Linked DNA regions of Mus musculus: regions 1 and 3 are each linked to region 2. The links are chromatin contacts, called in public ChIA-PET and Hi-C maps. All regions are on one chromosome and are shown on one strand. The core of a region is the stretch at or near the end of the contact, and the rest is flanking DNA. Distances in the headings are between cores, read along the strand shown.

Region 1 (4,664 bases), core at 1,460-3,959, 87 kb after region 2:
GAATAGGATGCAGCAAAGGACTTACTCACAGAAGACATCTGACTGGGTGAAGGGAGGAACAGTGCAGAAGACAGCGAGAGGAGTAGGCAGCAGATAGTACTGGGCCAGTGGCTAAACATATAGGGAAGAAAACCTGAAGAATTTGACTAGTGTTGGACTATTCCAAGATAGGAAAGAATTCTAAAGGAAAGAAAAGTTTCCCTATAACATGAAGTAATGAAGACTTGTTAAATGGGGCAAAGAAAAGATGAACAAGACACAGGAAATTAACTTTTAGGAACTGTTTTTAAATGAAAGCACAGGAATTGGAGTAAAGGGTAAGTGCAGAATTCGAGAGGGTAGCAGAAGCCAAGAAGCACAAGGAAGGCTTTTTACTCAGGATAGATATGATAAGCCAGGCCGTGCTGGTGAAACCTTTAATCCCAACACCCAGGAGGCAGAGGCAGGCAGACCTCAGAATTCAAGCTGTCCTGGTATACAGATCAAGTTCTAAGACAGCCAGTGCTACACACACACACACACACACACACACACACACACACACACCTGTCTCAAAAACAAACAAGAAACAAAATACCAAACAACCACTACCAACAAAAAGATAAAATAGGATAGGAGCTACGGAGGTGCTTGTTGATTAAGAACATTCACTGATTTTGCAAATCAAATCAAAAAATCATGCACTATTTGGCAGCTCCCTGCACCCACACTGCATAGTTCACAACTGCCTCTAACTCCACATCCAGAGGGCTTGATACCCTGGTCTAGCCCCTGAGGTACCACAAATGCACACACATACACATAACCAAAAATAATGATTTTTTTAAAAAAATCATTAATAAAATAATTCTTAAAATCTATGAGAAAAATAAAAGAGAACCGTATGTTTATAGTTAATGAGCATATGAAAAGATACTTGATATTATTATAACCAGGGATGGGAAAACACCCATGATGCCACTACAGAGCCACCGAGGTGACTAAAATAAAGTGAGAAAGAAAGTGTTAGAAAAAACATGTAGAAAAGCAGAACCCCCATGCACTGCTGGATCAAATGAAGTCAACATGTTTAGAAGTATTCAATATTAGATATATTTTATGTACATTATCTCTTATAACCCACTTATTTCTTTTCTACATTTACAGTGAAGAACGTATTTATATGAACCACAGGTGTATATAAGTATTCATAAAACCCGGTATTCCCAAGTGGTCTCCCATCCAAGTACTAAGCAGGCCTGCTTAGCTTCCGAGATCAGACAAGATCGGGTACATTCAGGGTGGTATGGCCATAAACACTATTGCTGATGTCAAGAAGTGCTTGCTGACAGAACCCTGATATAGCTGTCTCCTGAGAGGCTCTGCCAGAGCCTGACCAATACAGATGCAGATGCTTGTAGCCAACCATTGGACTGAGCACAGAGACCCCAATGGAGGAGTTGGGGGAGGACTGAAGGAGCTGAAGGGGATTGTAATCCTATAGGAAGAACAACAATATCAACCAACCAGACCCTCTCAGAGCTTCCAGGGACTAAACCACCAACCAAAAAGTATGCACGGAGGGACCCATGGCTCCAACTGCACTTAAAGCAGAGGATGGCCTTATCTGGCATCAATGGGGGGGAGGGGGCTTGGTCCTGAGAAGGCTCAAAGCCCCATTGTAGGGGAATGCTAGGGCAGTGGGGTGGGTGGGGGACCACCCACATAGAAGCAGGAAGAGGGTCAGGGATAGAGGTTTTGTGGAGGCAAGAAACCAGGAAGGGGGATAACATTTGAAATGTAAATAAATAAAATATCCAGTAATACAAAATGATAAACCAGGCTGGACGTGGTGGCGCATGCCTTTAACCCCAACACTTGGAAGGCAGAGGCAGGCGGATTTCTGAGTTGGAGGCCAGCCTGGTCTACAAAGTGAATTCCAGGATAGCCAAGGCTACAAAAAACCAAAAAACCAACCAACCAACCAACCAACAAACAAACAAACAAACAAAAAGATAAACCTGAAAAAAAATTCTTAGAACAATTATTTATAACAGTGGTCCTGGTTTGGATTTGTTGTTTTAGATGTTGTTAGCACAAGCTAGAGTTGTTTGAGAAGAGGAACCTTAATTTATAAAATATCCCCATCAGATTGCAAGTCTATAGGGCTTGCAATTTCTTTCTTTCTTTCTTTCTTTCTTTCTTTCTTTCTTTCTTTCTTTCTTTCTTTCTTTTTAATTAGGTATTTTCCTCATTTACATTTTCAATGCTATCCCAAAGGTCCCCCATACCCACCCCCCCAATCCCCTACCCACCCACTCCCCCTTTTTGGCCCTGGCGTTCCCCTGTACTGGGGCATATAAAGTTTGCAAGTCCAATGGGCCTCTCTTTGCAGTGATGGCCGACTAGGCCATCTTTTGATACATATGCAGCTAAAGACAAGAGCTCCCGGGTACTGGTTAGTTCATATTGTTGTTCCACCTATAGGGTTGCAGTTCCCTATAGCTCCTTGGGTAATTTCTCTAGCTCCTCCATTAGGGGCCGTGTGACCCATCCAATAGCTGACTGTGATCATCCACTTCTGTGTTTGCAATTTCTTGATGGCAGATTAATGTGAGGGGCCCAGCTTGCTGGGGATAGTGGTGGCAAGGCTGCTCTTAGTGACATAAAAAAATGGGCTGAGCCAGCCAGTGAGACGTGCTGCTCCACGGCCAGCCTCTGCGGTGGTTCCTGTTCCAGGTTTCTGTCTGCCCTTCATGACAGATAGTCAAAGTTTTCTGGCAGCAATAGAAAGGTAACTAAGACAGTAGCCAAAAATAAACAGTGACAAAAACCAAAGTTCCATCCACTGCAAATAATAAATCACTGTGTGACCAAGTCATCTAACAGAAGAATGTGTTAGTAATGACAATGACTATGCTTTGCTACACATCATGGATAACACACGCACGCACGCACGCACGCACGCACACATGTGCACGGTTTCAACACATGTGAATAAATGAGTAGTGTCCAAAGACTTAGAGAGCCTTCTGCCAATCTCCAGAGCTCCTCTCTGCATAACTTGCTCCTCTCTGATATTCGGCTCACTGACCATAGCTGCTCTCACCTGTATTAATGACACAGGGAGGCTGTCACGATCTATTTGCACTCCTTTGAATTTCCTGTTAATGTCTAATCTCCAATGTGGCAGGGAGCATTAAAGGTAGGATCTTTGAGTGACTATTAGCTCATATGTCCCTAATTTGGTATCACCAATGAGGTTGGTGCTTATACAAATCGGCTTGAAGAGATTCTGTAGTCCTCCCTGCCACAGGAGGATACCCTAAGGAATCTGTCCTGTGAGCAACAGGAGCAGCTTGGGCACTGGATCAGTGCCTTGGACTTCTTACCTTCCAGAATGGCGAGAAATAATGTTCATCTGTTTACTAATTCTCTAGACCCAGTCTAAGGTATTGCTGCAGTGACAGTGATGTCCTCTTCCCAAGCCAAAGCTGGGACTGATGGCAAGACAGCAAGCCGGAGAGACTGAATGGAATTAACGACCTTACCTACTCGCCTTCTATCGTGGACCTCAATGTTAGGCAGCATGGCTTTAGCTGTTATCCATAGTTGGATGGAGCTTTCCAGCAGAATATAGCAATACTAAAAGTTTAGATTTTTCATTTCTGAAAGTTCTGCCTCATTTAGTCCTGGGTATCCACATTTTTGAAAGCATGTTGAGATGATTCTCAAGGTCCTCTACTGTTGCTTGTAACTGAAAAGGGCCAGCACCACCAACTGACAGCCTGGACTCCTTGTTTTTAAAATGGATGGTCACATTGCGTGCGTGGACATATGTTAAGAGTATGCTTATTGAATCATTGCAATTATTAGATATTAGACACACATTATTAAATGTATTGGACAATATGGGTCCCTGAAGTGAATGTACATTTGCTATTTTAGACTATCAATTCAAACTAACTTGGCATATAAACCTTTTTTTTTTTAAGTTGGATTTCCTTGTGAAATAACATTTCTATTTAAGGATTTTAAAGACTTGTTTTTCTTCAGGAAAATTGTTGGACCAATTTACATCTAGATTCTGTATTTGGTAGCAAAGATTTTTAGATTATACAAAGCCATATCTAAATTTACATATGTATACATTAAAAATATTATAATAGCAATGTTAATATTTATGAAGATTTTTGTTCCAGGCACTGAAATAAATTCTTTATAAAACATAGATCTTATTATTATCTCCTTTTATACAGTTTGATAGCTTATCCAATATTAGGCAACCAGACAATGTTGTAGCCACAGATCAGCTCGGGATTTTGATTCCAAACTCTATGCTCACATTAATTGCACAGTAAAACCAAATTAGAAACAAAAATTGATTTTAAATAGTTTAAAATAAAAAATAAAAACCTTTGTTTTCTCAGTACTCTCTCTCTCTCTCTCTCCCCCTCCCCCTCCCCCTCCCCCTCCCCCTGCCCCTCCCTCTCCCTCTCCCTCTCCCTCTTCCTCTCTCTCTCTCTCCCTGGAAAGGAGTAAAGATTTTGCAAGTGGGATTTTTTTTCTAACCCTCTTCCAACTGGTACAAGTCAATATTTACTATGATTGATTGAAATAAGAGCATACAGCAAGTCCAACCGAGAAAGGAAGTTCTCCTATATCAAAGAACTTTGATGCAGATA
Region 2 (4,111 bases), core at 912-3,411:
TCACTGATACTCCCTTCAGCAGTGATGTACAAAGGGTCTGTGTGGTGGGGGCTGATGCGGCTCTGTCATCAGAGACACCCCTCACAGCTTGACAGGAGCACCTTTTAGACCAGCATTCACTCACTCACCGACTAGCGGCTCTCACAGATAACCAGCTACACGTCTGCTAAGGGGCACGCCAAGTGACCACTGTCTCAGTCAGTCTGTAGGTTAGGTCTGGGTGGTCACCACACTGGCGTTCCTTTCACTGCAAAGATTTCCATGATCTCAGAAAAAGCACCAGATAACTGTTGGGAAGGGAACACGTACAAGCAAACCCTTTTATTTAAAGGACTAGTTACAGAAATTGATTTCCTAAAATTAAATTATGAAATTGCAGGAACAAGGCTGCCACCCCTCTGAGGAAGTTGTTAAAGCCACTGGTGTAAATATCTAGGATGAACAGACTCAGCCAAAGCCATTTGGAGGTGGGTAGGAAGGTTTTACTGAAACAGAAAACTCTTTAGCATTTTTACAAAATTTTCACTCCCAAATCTATGTGAAATGCCAGCCACCTTCTGCTCTGTCAACACCTGTAGCCTATTACAGACAGCACCCTTGGGATGGCATGAGTTCACTCAATGATAGTTTATGTCATTGGGTATAAATATTTTATGGAAATTTTCCAATTTAACATTTCCTATCATTAAGAAGTCCCAGAATGAAGACAGAAAGTACACATGGTTTATCTCCCACATATTTCACTTGATTAAAAGTATATGGACTACACTAAATTGCTCTTCTTGTAGCTAATTTTTATTTTTGAGTAATGTTTTAACCTCGATGAAGGACTGCATACTACATTAAATTACTCTTCTTGTTGCTAAAATTCAACTTTGCAGTAATGTTTCACCTCGATGAAGGATTGCATACTGATCCCTTAGGAGAGGGATCGCCTTTGTGGGGAGAAGCTTGTAGGTCCTGCCAGGGACTTAAAGCTGTGCAGATACAAGTGATTAGTAAGCATCGCCCAGACAATGCTAACAACAGCAAGCACCAAGCTAAAAGTATGAAGGGGATGACAGAAATCATCAATCACTGATATTTTAAACGACTCTTTAAAAGAATAAAGGGTTGGAAACAGCCGCTCTGTTTCTTGAGGACAGATCACTAGGGACTCCTGGCTGCAGAGCAGCGGGAACTTTTAACTGGCCGCCGGCATGGGCAGCCACCGACCAAAGTGCTCCAATCTGTCGGCAGCTGGCCGGCAAAACCCAGTGACAACCCCAGCGCCACCTGGGGACCCACCAAGGAGGACCCAGAACAGGACAAAAGTCTGGTATCTAAGTACTGGGGTTAGGAAAACACGATGCGCAGGTTCGGCAGCTGCAGGGAGTGAAGGGGTGGGGGACAGCAGTACCAAAAGCTTGTGTGGCCTGTCACATAAGCACCAGTTTATGTGTTAGGGGACAGTTGAAATCCCAACTCAGGACTCCATTCTCCACTAACTTTGTTCTCTCTCCCCAGGCAGCGCACCCCGCTGAGGTAGGAGGTTGTCCCGGTCTCCGGCCGGCTGGCCCCTGGGAAGAAGGAAAAGGATGGAAAGATGCGCTCGCGGGCCACCGTGGCGCCGTAGGGATGCCGTGGTGGTACCTACCATGGTATTCCTGTCCCGGTACGTAGTAGGTGGGGTTGCCCGCAATGTGCAGGGAAATGAGCACCTCGCCCTGCTCCCCATCCCCTTCCAGCTCCCCGTGGTGGGTGCACAGGAAAAAGAAAGGCGAGAAGCGCGGGTAGTAGCCGGTGGCCGCGCGCGCCCTCAGCGTCGCCAGCAGCAGCAGCACGGCCAGGACGAGAGCCCGCGGCGCCCAGCAGCCGCGCTCCATGCCGCCGCGCTCCGTGCCGCCGCGCGCCCCGCGCGCTCTCTCATCCACTTTCGGAGGCACCGGCACGGAGGAGCCGCGTGCGGGGAAGGCGAGCCGGCGGCGGGCTCGAGCCGAGCGGGTCCGGGCAACCGAGCCCGCGGGGGGAAGTTAGCGGGAGACCGAGGCTCCCGAAGTTACTTTGGGCCGCCGGAGCGAGAGCGCGGGGGGAACCGGGGCCGCGGGCGCCGAGAGCGCGTCGTCCGCCTCCGAGCGCCGCCGCCGCCGGTGTGCACGCGACGCCCCTCGGCCGGGCTTGGGAAAGTGCCCGCCCCCTCCGCACCTTCTTAAAGCCCCGGGCGCCGCCCCCTCCCCCGCCGCCGCCACACGTGTCCCAGCCGCGCCCCCGCCCCCGCGCCCGTCCCCGCCCCCTCGGGCTTGCCCGCACCTCGGGCTGTGCCCGGAGCACACGCGCGCCTCCCGCCCACGGCCCGCTCCGCCCGGAAGGGCAGGGCTGCTCGGCCGCTGCGCGAACGAGAGCGGCCAGAGACCGACGGGCTGCCCCGGGGAACCGGAGCCCCGGGCTCACGGCTGCCCGTTCTGCGAGGACGCGCGGGGAAGCCGAGGGCGGCGGGGACCGCGCTGTTCTTTGTCTACGCCGGCTGCAACCCTCGCCCCTCGGGGCCCGCCGCCCCCCAGTCCCCACGGCCAGCGCTTGTCCTGGGGACCCTCCCGTCAGTGGCCCCAACCGCGACGGTGCCCCGCGCGCGCGAGCCCTTTCCAGTCAGGCCTCGCGGCCCCGTCGCTGCCCCGGCCCGGGTCTTCAGTGGCAGCCAGGCTGAAAGGGAGATTGGGTGACGGTGCGATTGCCACCTGGAGTGGTGCGGGGCCAGATCGTCGGGCTTCTCGGCCGTGGGGATTGTGGTGAGGGGACCCGACAGGCGAGCTTCGCCGGACTCTGTATTTACGCGTTGCTAGGGGATTCCTCGGACGGAGATGGGGGTAGTAAATTTTAGGTCCGAGTTTATTACTTCTACATGTCATGCATGACCACTGTCACTGGGGTGGGGGAGGGGAAGGCATGCAGAGGAGTGGCTGGCAGCAGCAATGAAACCGGCGTTAATGAGCTATCTCACGCAGGACTGCGGGCAAGTGAAACCATCCAGAAGCACGTTTTTTAACCGAGCACCGCTGGCAGGAGCCCCGAGGCACCCAGAGACGGGAGAACAGAGCTGCCAGGTTTTAATGCATTTCTCCAGGCTCAGCACCAAGCCAAAATAAGCCTTGCTTGTAAAGAAACCAGGAAACTGTAATGTCAGAAATGGTAGTCTTTGCCTGAGTTTGGGAGAAGGGCGTCAGAAGGCAAGATCCAAAGGGAGACCTCTGTGGTAATTTCATTGCAAAAGATTTTTTTTTTTCTGCCACATTCACAGTTTCAGCAGATAGGAAGGACCTAACTGCCTGTTGGTCTCCATTACTTCCAATCCTCCCAAAGTTCAACAGCACACATATTCATACACGCGACTAATATTACACTAGAGCAAAGTGCCATGCAGGCTGCACAGGCTTGTAGATCATTAGCCTAATGTAATCCTAACACCACCACCGGAAGAAGCAAAACTTCCCCCATTTCACAGGGGAGAAATCAGAATAGCTTGCCCCAAGTAAGACGAAGGCTGACTCTAAAGATGCCTGGCCTGCCACTGTCTACAGCCCGAGCTCGAGCTCGGGAGGAAACCAGCACGACCGGACCACCTACTTTGGGCAGGCCCAGGAGACACCTGCCTCCTCCTCCAGCCTAGATTAGCTTCGGTTTAGCTGCAGCAGCCATTATGATAAAGCTTGGCCAGAGCAGCTGTTTACATTCAAATTCAAATTCTTCAGTCACATTAACCACATTTTAAAATAACCCACAGCTACATATGGCTAGCAGGTATTGAATCAATGCAGACTTACAGCACTGTCATATACAGAAGAGAAAAGGCCAATGTGAGGTCTAGCCATTCAGTTACATTTGCCAACTACCTCCTATACACCAAATGGCTGGATGCCATGCTCTGAGCTGTAGCCGACATGTGCTGGACCACATGGAACTCAGAATCTAGTGCTGGGAGAGGGTAAATTCAAACAGTAGGAGAAAATTACTTCCAATGGAGGTAAATGTTAGGCAAAAGCAAAACAGAAATATATGATTTACAGGGCAAAGAGCGTGCCCTCCACCGAGACGTCAGGAAAAGCTTCCCTGACAGAGTGCAGGGAGAGCTGGGACT
Region 3 (4,727 bases), core at 1,310-3,809, 91 kb before region 2:
CATTAAGGTCTTACTACTTTTGTTCCTTCTATTGACACTAGTAATCTTTCATATTATAATTACATGGAGTGTTAATAGGATAAAGCCTGATGCATGGCTGGTTTTATTTCCACTGTGTGAATATGTGACCTACTAATCTTCATCTAAAATGTTCAACTAGAAAAGCTTCTCAAATACATACCATACGATGCTAATGCCTTTTGAAAATTGACTCAAAATATGAAAAATAATCAAATTACATCCTGGAACTCATGCAATAATTTTAGTTAAAACCAATTATTTCAAGCTTTAAATTTTAATTTTAAAATTAGTCATTTCCACTTATTGTTTTTGAGGTGGATGATCTAACTAGGATACCAGCAACCTTCAGGTTGCTAAGTCCTACAAGCCCTTCTTAGACTTTGTTTTGATTTCTGGACAGTTCAACTTGCTAACTCTACCCTTTATAGAGCTGTTCCCTCTTGCTCTTGGAAGTCCTCTCACCCAGTGTCCCCCCTTTTCCATCACCTTTCTCAGAGGCATTTGATAATCCATCTGCTGTATCAGAAAGCCTCAGTTTACTGAAATTCTCTTCTCCCTTTTTCCTGAAAAGTGATCTCATTTAAATTGCAGTTTTACCAGCTCATTCCTAGATGTGTCTTAAGCCACAAGTTTTTGGAGCTTCTTCCATTGTATATGGAGCTTCTTCCACTTCCACATGAGGATCCAAGCTGTCTTGTCTGTCTTGTTGTTATTCCCAATGCCTTCACTCTCAGAGTGAAGGTTGTGTACTCAGGCATTGTCTTTCAGGATCATCTTGCCTGAACCACAATAGATCACTTGCAAATATGATGCCCCCCTAGCCCACTGATCACCACCTTGGTTCATTTCTCTCTGGATTATGTCCTAGTCTTCTTGCTCTATTCCTAATCTCTATCCAAGCCTCCTCCTCTCCCTACACTCTGGGCCCAGAAGAACCATTATATAGTTTGATTGTATGACTTACCAGTTAAAACCATTTCAAACCTCAACTCCCATCACAGCCTGTGAGCTCAGAGTTGATCCTAGCCTTCTTCTTAATGTTTTTTACTTACTGTAAAATGTCACACTCTCCTCAGCACCCCCAGCCCTGCTGGTTCTTTTATTTCCTGAACCCCAGATTTCATCACTATAAAATCATCATTCTTCCTGCCTTAACTTACAGACCCTAGCCCTCTCCTATGTGCTCCTGACATTTATAGTTACCCTGATCTTTGTAAATAAGATTTCTTCAACATTGTATCTTTGCTATCTACTTGGATAAATTTTAAAACTTGTAGGTACATATCAATTGCGGGGGGGGGGGGGTTGACCCCTTCTTCTGACTTCCAGGTATGCATATCTCATGCTTGCTCCTGAGAAATGTCACCCTGCTATACAACAGCATCACTGTTTAAGTGGCTTTGACTAGACACGGGTGCGAGGAGCACCTCCCACTGTAGGCTTTGGCACACTCTGTAGACTAAATGCCATGCCTTACTTTAAAATGCTGTCTTATGATGCCTGTCCATCCAGTTTGAGGAGAACTGAGGCTATACAGCAAACCAGTCGCAACCCCACCATTATCCCCAAAAGAAGAAAAGAGTCTGTTCTAACACACATATCAAAAGAATACAAACATTTCTACCCAGGATGGGGATGAGGTGTTTAAATACAAGCTTTCAACAAATAAATGGTATCAAATCTGCTTTCCTGTCTTCAAGCAAGGTAAATTCCCAAAGCCCCTTTTAAAAACCTGTCAGTTTTGTCTCTTAAACATAATCGATGCTTCTGACTATGGATCAATTTGAAGTTGATCTTCCATTGCTTGTCTTTCCCAGCAAACAGGCAAATGATCCAGGGTCTGTTTCTATTTCCAGACACTAGATTTGAAATCCAGATGAAATGCAGGCTTTTAATAACAAAATACACCTGAGGCTGAGATCTTAACGTTCACTAGTACTGCATCTAATACTGTCTTAATAACCTTGAATTTAAAGAATGTACAAAATGCCATCAGCCACATCCTTTTCAAAGACAAGATGGTGCTCTTGGGATCATGAGATTAAGAGCTATAAATCTGATGTTAGTTTACTGCCTGTGAGATATGGAGTAAGTCACTCAAATAATTCTAGTTTTAATTTCCATAGATTGTTTCTCTTTTGAAGTATGATTTATAGGATAGAGACAACACACACGAGTACCTAAAAACAGGTAAATAGACATGTCACTATTAGCTACCTCCAGTGATATTGTTACTATCCCTTTTGCTCATGTTTAACACATCAGGCAGCGCCAACTGTTAGTATAGGTGGGGAGAGCACCGCTTAGTTCTTTATGGTCTGATGTTTCATCAAGGGTCACTGAGATTGTCCACCACAGTAAAGGAGCCCAACCACACTGCTACTGCACCCTGGAAGGATGCTGTACCATATGCAGCCATCCAGTGCCAAAGCACTTGTCTCATTCTGATTTGGAGAAGGGTCTGACCTGCCAAACACCAACAACTATGCTTTCTGCAACATGCGAATGCATGTGACAGGTGTCTCCTGCCCCACACTGACCAGGAGAGCTGCAGCGGGAACAGATGGCCCAGCTGGCAACACGGGCGCTTGCCTCACTTGGTAGCATCATAGGTGATGCGGCTGGGTGGGATAACTCACTGTTTTCTGATGTGTCTGTAACCTTGACTGCTGTCTTTCCCACAGGCCAATTTTAGTTTGGATGTGTTTCTAATGTTCAGCATTTGACAACCAAGGACATCGGTAGGAAAAATGAAACATCTTTCAAAAAGCTGATCTTCTCCACATACAATGGCTCCAGCCCAGATATTAATTCCCTTTCCCTTGAGCCACTTTTCTCACCTATGTATCATTGCAATGTTTAAAAAAAAAAGAAAGAATATAAAGTTGCTTTGTGTGCACTTTCTACAAGCTGAATGTAACACTACAGTGTGTTCAAATGAGAGAGACCTCCCAACACCCACCCCAACCGAAATAAAAAGCTACAGACATATAACGATACTTTTCCCTAATGGTAACCAATGCTGAGACCATTTGTCTTCATCTGTATTTGTGCTAGATGACAGACAGTTAGCTTAGGAAGCAGGTGACTCTACCATCTGCCCTCACATCAGAAAGGGGACACAACACATTCTGGTAGGAAAACTTACACGTTTAGGTGTAATTTGTGAGTAACTGCAGGTTTAAAACACAGACTAGACCTTTAAACATGAAAAGGAACTCACATATTTGTTAATTAATTTATTCAGTTTACATCACAATATCAGCCACCCATCTCCTCTCAGTTCCCCCTCACACAGATCCCCCCCCCCATTCTCTCCCTTTTCTTTTTCCTCTGAGAAGGGGGAGCCTCCTTGGGTGTCATTCCCCTAAACCTCATATTAGCAAAGCTATTTTTACCTATCTTTTTAATTATAGGCCATCTGTAATACAAATTACGACTCACTGTCACAATGTAATTGATATGTAAAGATGTAGTAAAATTAAGATGATGTAATTATAGGTTATACATACACACTGTTCATTTCTGTAGGGAAAATCCCCTCGATCACCATAGCCAACATCAGCATCACATACACAGTGGTCAAGAGAAAGCACGAGTCCTGCTGACGAGGAATTAATGAAGGCTTTGTTCCTTCCCGTTCAAGCCTCCTGACCCGAGAGATCAGGTACTGACTCCTTAGGCTACCATCTATTCACCTTGGAATGTAATACACGATGACTACGTCTTGCTCATTGTTCATTTCTTTACTTATTTTGATATAGTGTTCCATGTGTCTCTGGCTGGCCTGACACTCCCTGTTCACTCTGAACTTCCAGTTCCCCCAGCGTCCACCTCCAAAATGCTGAGACAAAGGTTACCAGTCTGCACTTATGTTTTTATTTGCGATACACAGTAGTTTTATATATTTATGGGGCACAATGTGTTGCTCCAATACATGTAGGATGTGTAATGACCATATCAGAGTAACTGGTATGTCTACCATTCCAGATGTTTATTAGTCCTTAGTATCCAGACCATATGGACTCCTGTCTACTGGCCATTTTAGCTATGCCAAGGTTTCTCCACCATGAACAGACTGACCAATTTGTGTCAGTATTCTCCTGACTGTTCCCTTTCCTTTCTCTTCTAGTGCATCACTTCCTGTTGTGAGCAGCCCACCATCACCTGGTCCCTGCTTCTACTCACACAGGTCTTACCAAGGTCATTGGCCATCTTTCCTCATGGCGGAAGCTAAGGGACCCCTTTCTTTCCTTACCTTTCTTCACCTCAACCAACTGTTAGACCCTGATGGTCTTGTGCTGCTCAGAAGCAGCTCCACAACAGTGATGGCTGGGGGAACCCCCTCTTCTGAGTCACACTGTTCTATCTCATCCTTCTTGCTTCCTGTCAATGTTCCTTCTCTGCATCATTAGCTGTCAGTATCTTATTCAACAGAGAAAAGGCTTTGGGTATTTTCTAGACCAGTAAACATGACCCTTCACAATCTGGCCTGCGCTTATTTCTATAAACATCCTTCCTGCAATTAACAGCATGCTTCTATTCACATATGTCTATTTCTGTTCCTCGATGCCTTGTCCGGAATGTTGCTGACCTACTCCAAGTCCCTGGAATATATCCTACTGTATCCTGTGTCTCAGCTTTCCAGAGTGCCCTTCTTGTCTATGTTCCTTTTCCTCCCCCACCTACTTGCCATTCATATTTGT

What was found. A called contact is a pair of places that touch in the nucleus more often than the background predicts. ChIA-PET counts read pairs in DNA pulled down with a chosen protein or histone mark.
Region 1: an H3K27ac ChIA-PET map of liver shows a contact between it and region 2, with 5 times the contacts expected there. The contact joins the enhancer-like site here to the promoter of Reln in region 2. A contact is called at or near these places in 4 of 39 promoter capture datasets (the 3T3-L1 cell line, embryonic stem cells, fetal liver and 1 more), 1 of 484 Hi-C or Micro-C datasets (liver) and 1 of 115 datasets of contacts at active chromatin or transcription factors (liver).
Region 3: a contact with region 2 is called in a Hi-C map of cerebellum, with 2.1 times the contacts expected there. The contact joins the enhancer-like site here to the promoter of Reln in region 2. A contact is called at or near these places in 3 of 39 promoter capture datasets (the 3T3-L1 cell line, the HPC-7 cell line and stem cell-derived epiblast-like cells), 3 of 484 Hi-C or Micro-C datasets (cerebellar granule neurons, cerebellum and nephron progenitors) and 1 of 115 datasets of contacts at active chromatin or transcription factors (cardiomyocytes).

Annotation. Positions count from the first base shown.
Region 1 is chr5:22,429,147-22,433,810 of GRCm38.p6, forward strand. No RefSeq gene overlaps it. Among named protein-coding and RNA genes, the nearest start is that of Gm42223, 74 kb to the left of the region's middle. Within about 2 kb of position 2,710, at least 3 of the 459 cell types and tissues checked have an H3K27ac peak or open chromatin away from gene starts, as enhancers often do. A contact at or near this core is called in liver, where this site is marked.
Region 2 is chr5:22,342,544-22,346,654 of GRCm38.p6, forward strand. Reln (reelin) reads right to left here and starts at 2,162. Exons shown (of 65, transcript NM_011261.2): 1 at 1,637-2,162. The coding sequence starts at 1,865.
Region 3 is chr5:22,251,027-22,255,753 of GRCm38.p6, forward strand. The region is part of intron 2 of Reln (reelin); the gene reads right to left. Among named protein-coding and RNA genes, the nearest start is that of Reln, 91 kb to the right of the region's middle. Within about 2 kb of position 2,560, at least 2 of the 459 cell types and tissues checked have an H3K27ac peak or open chromatin away from gene starts, as enhancers often do. A contact at or near this core is called in cerebellar granule neurons and cerebellum, where this site is marked.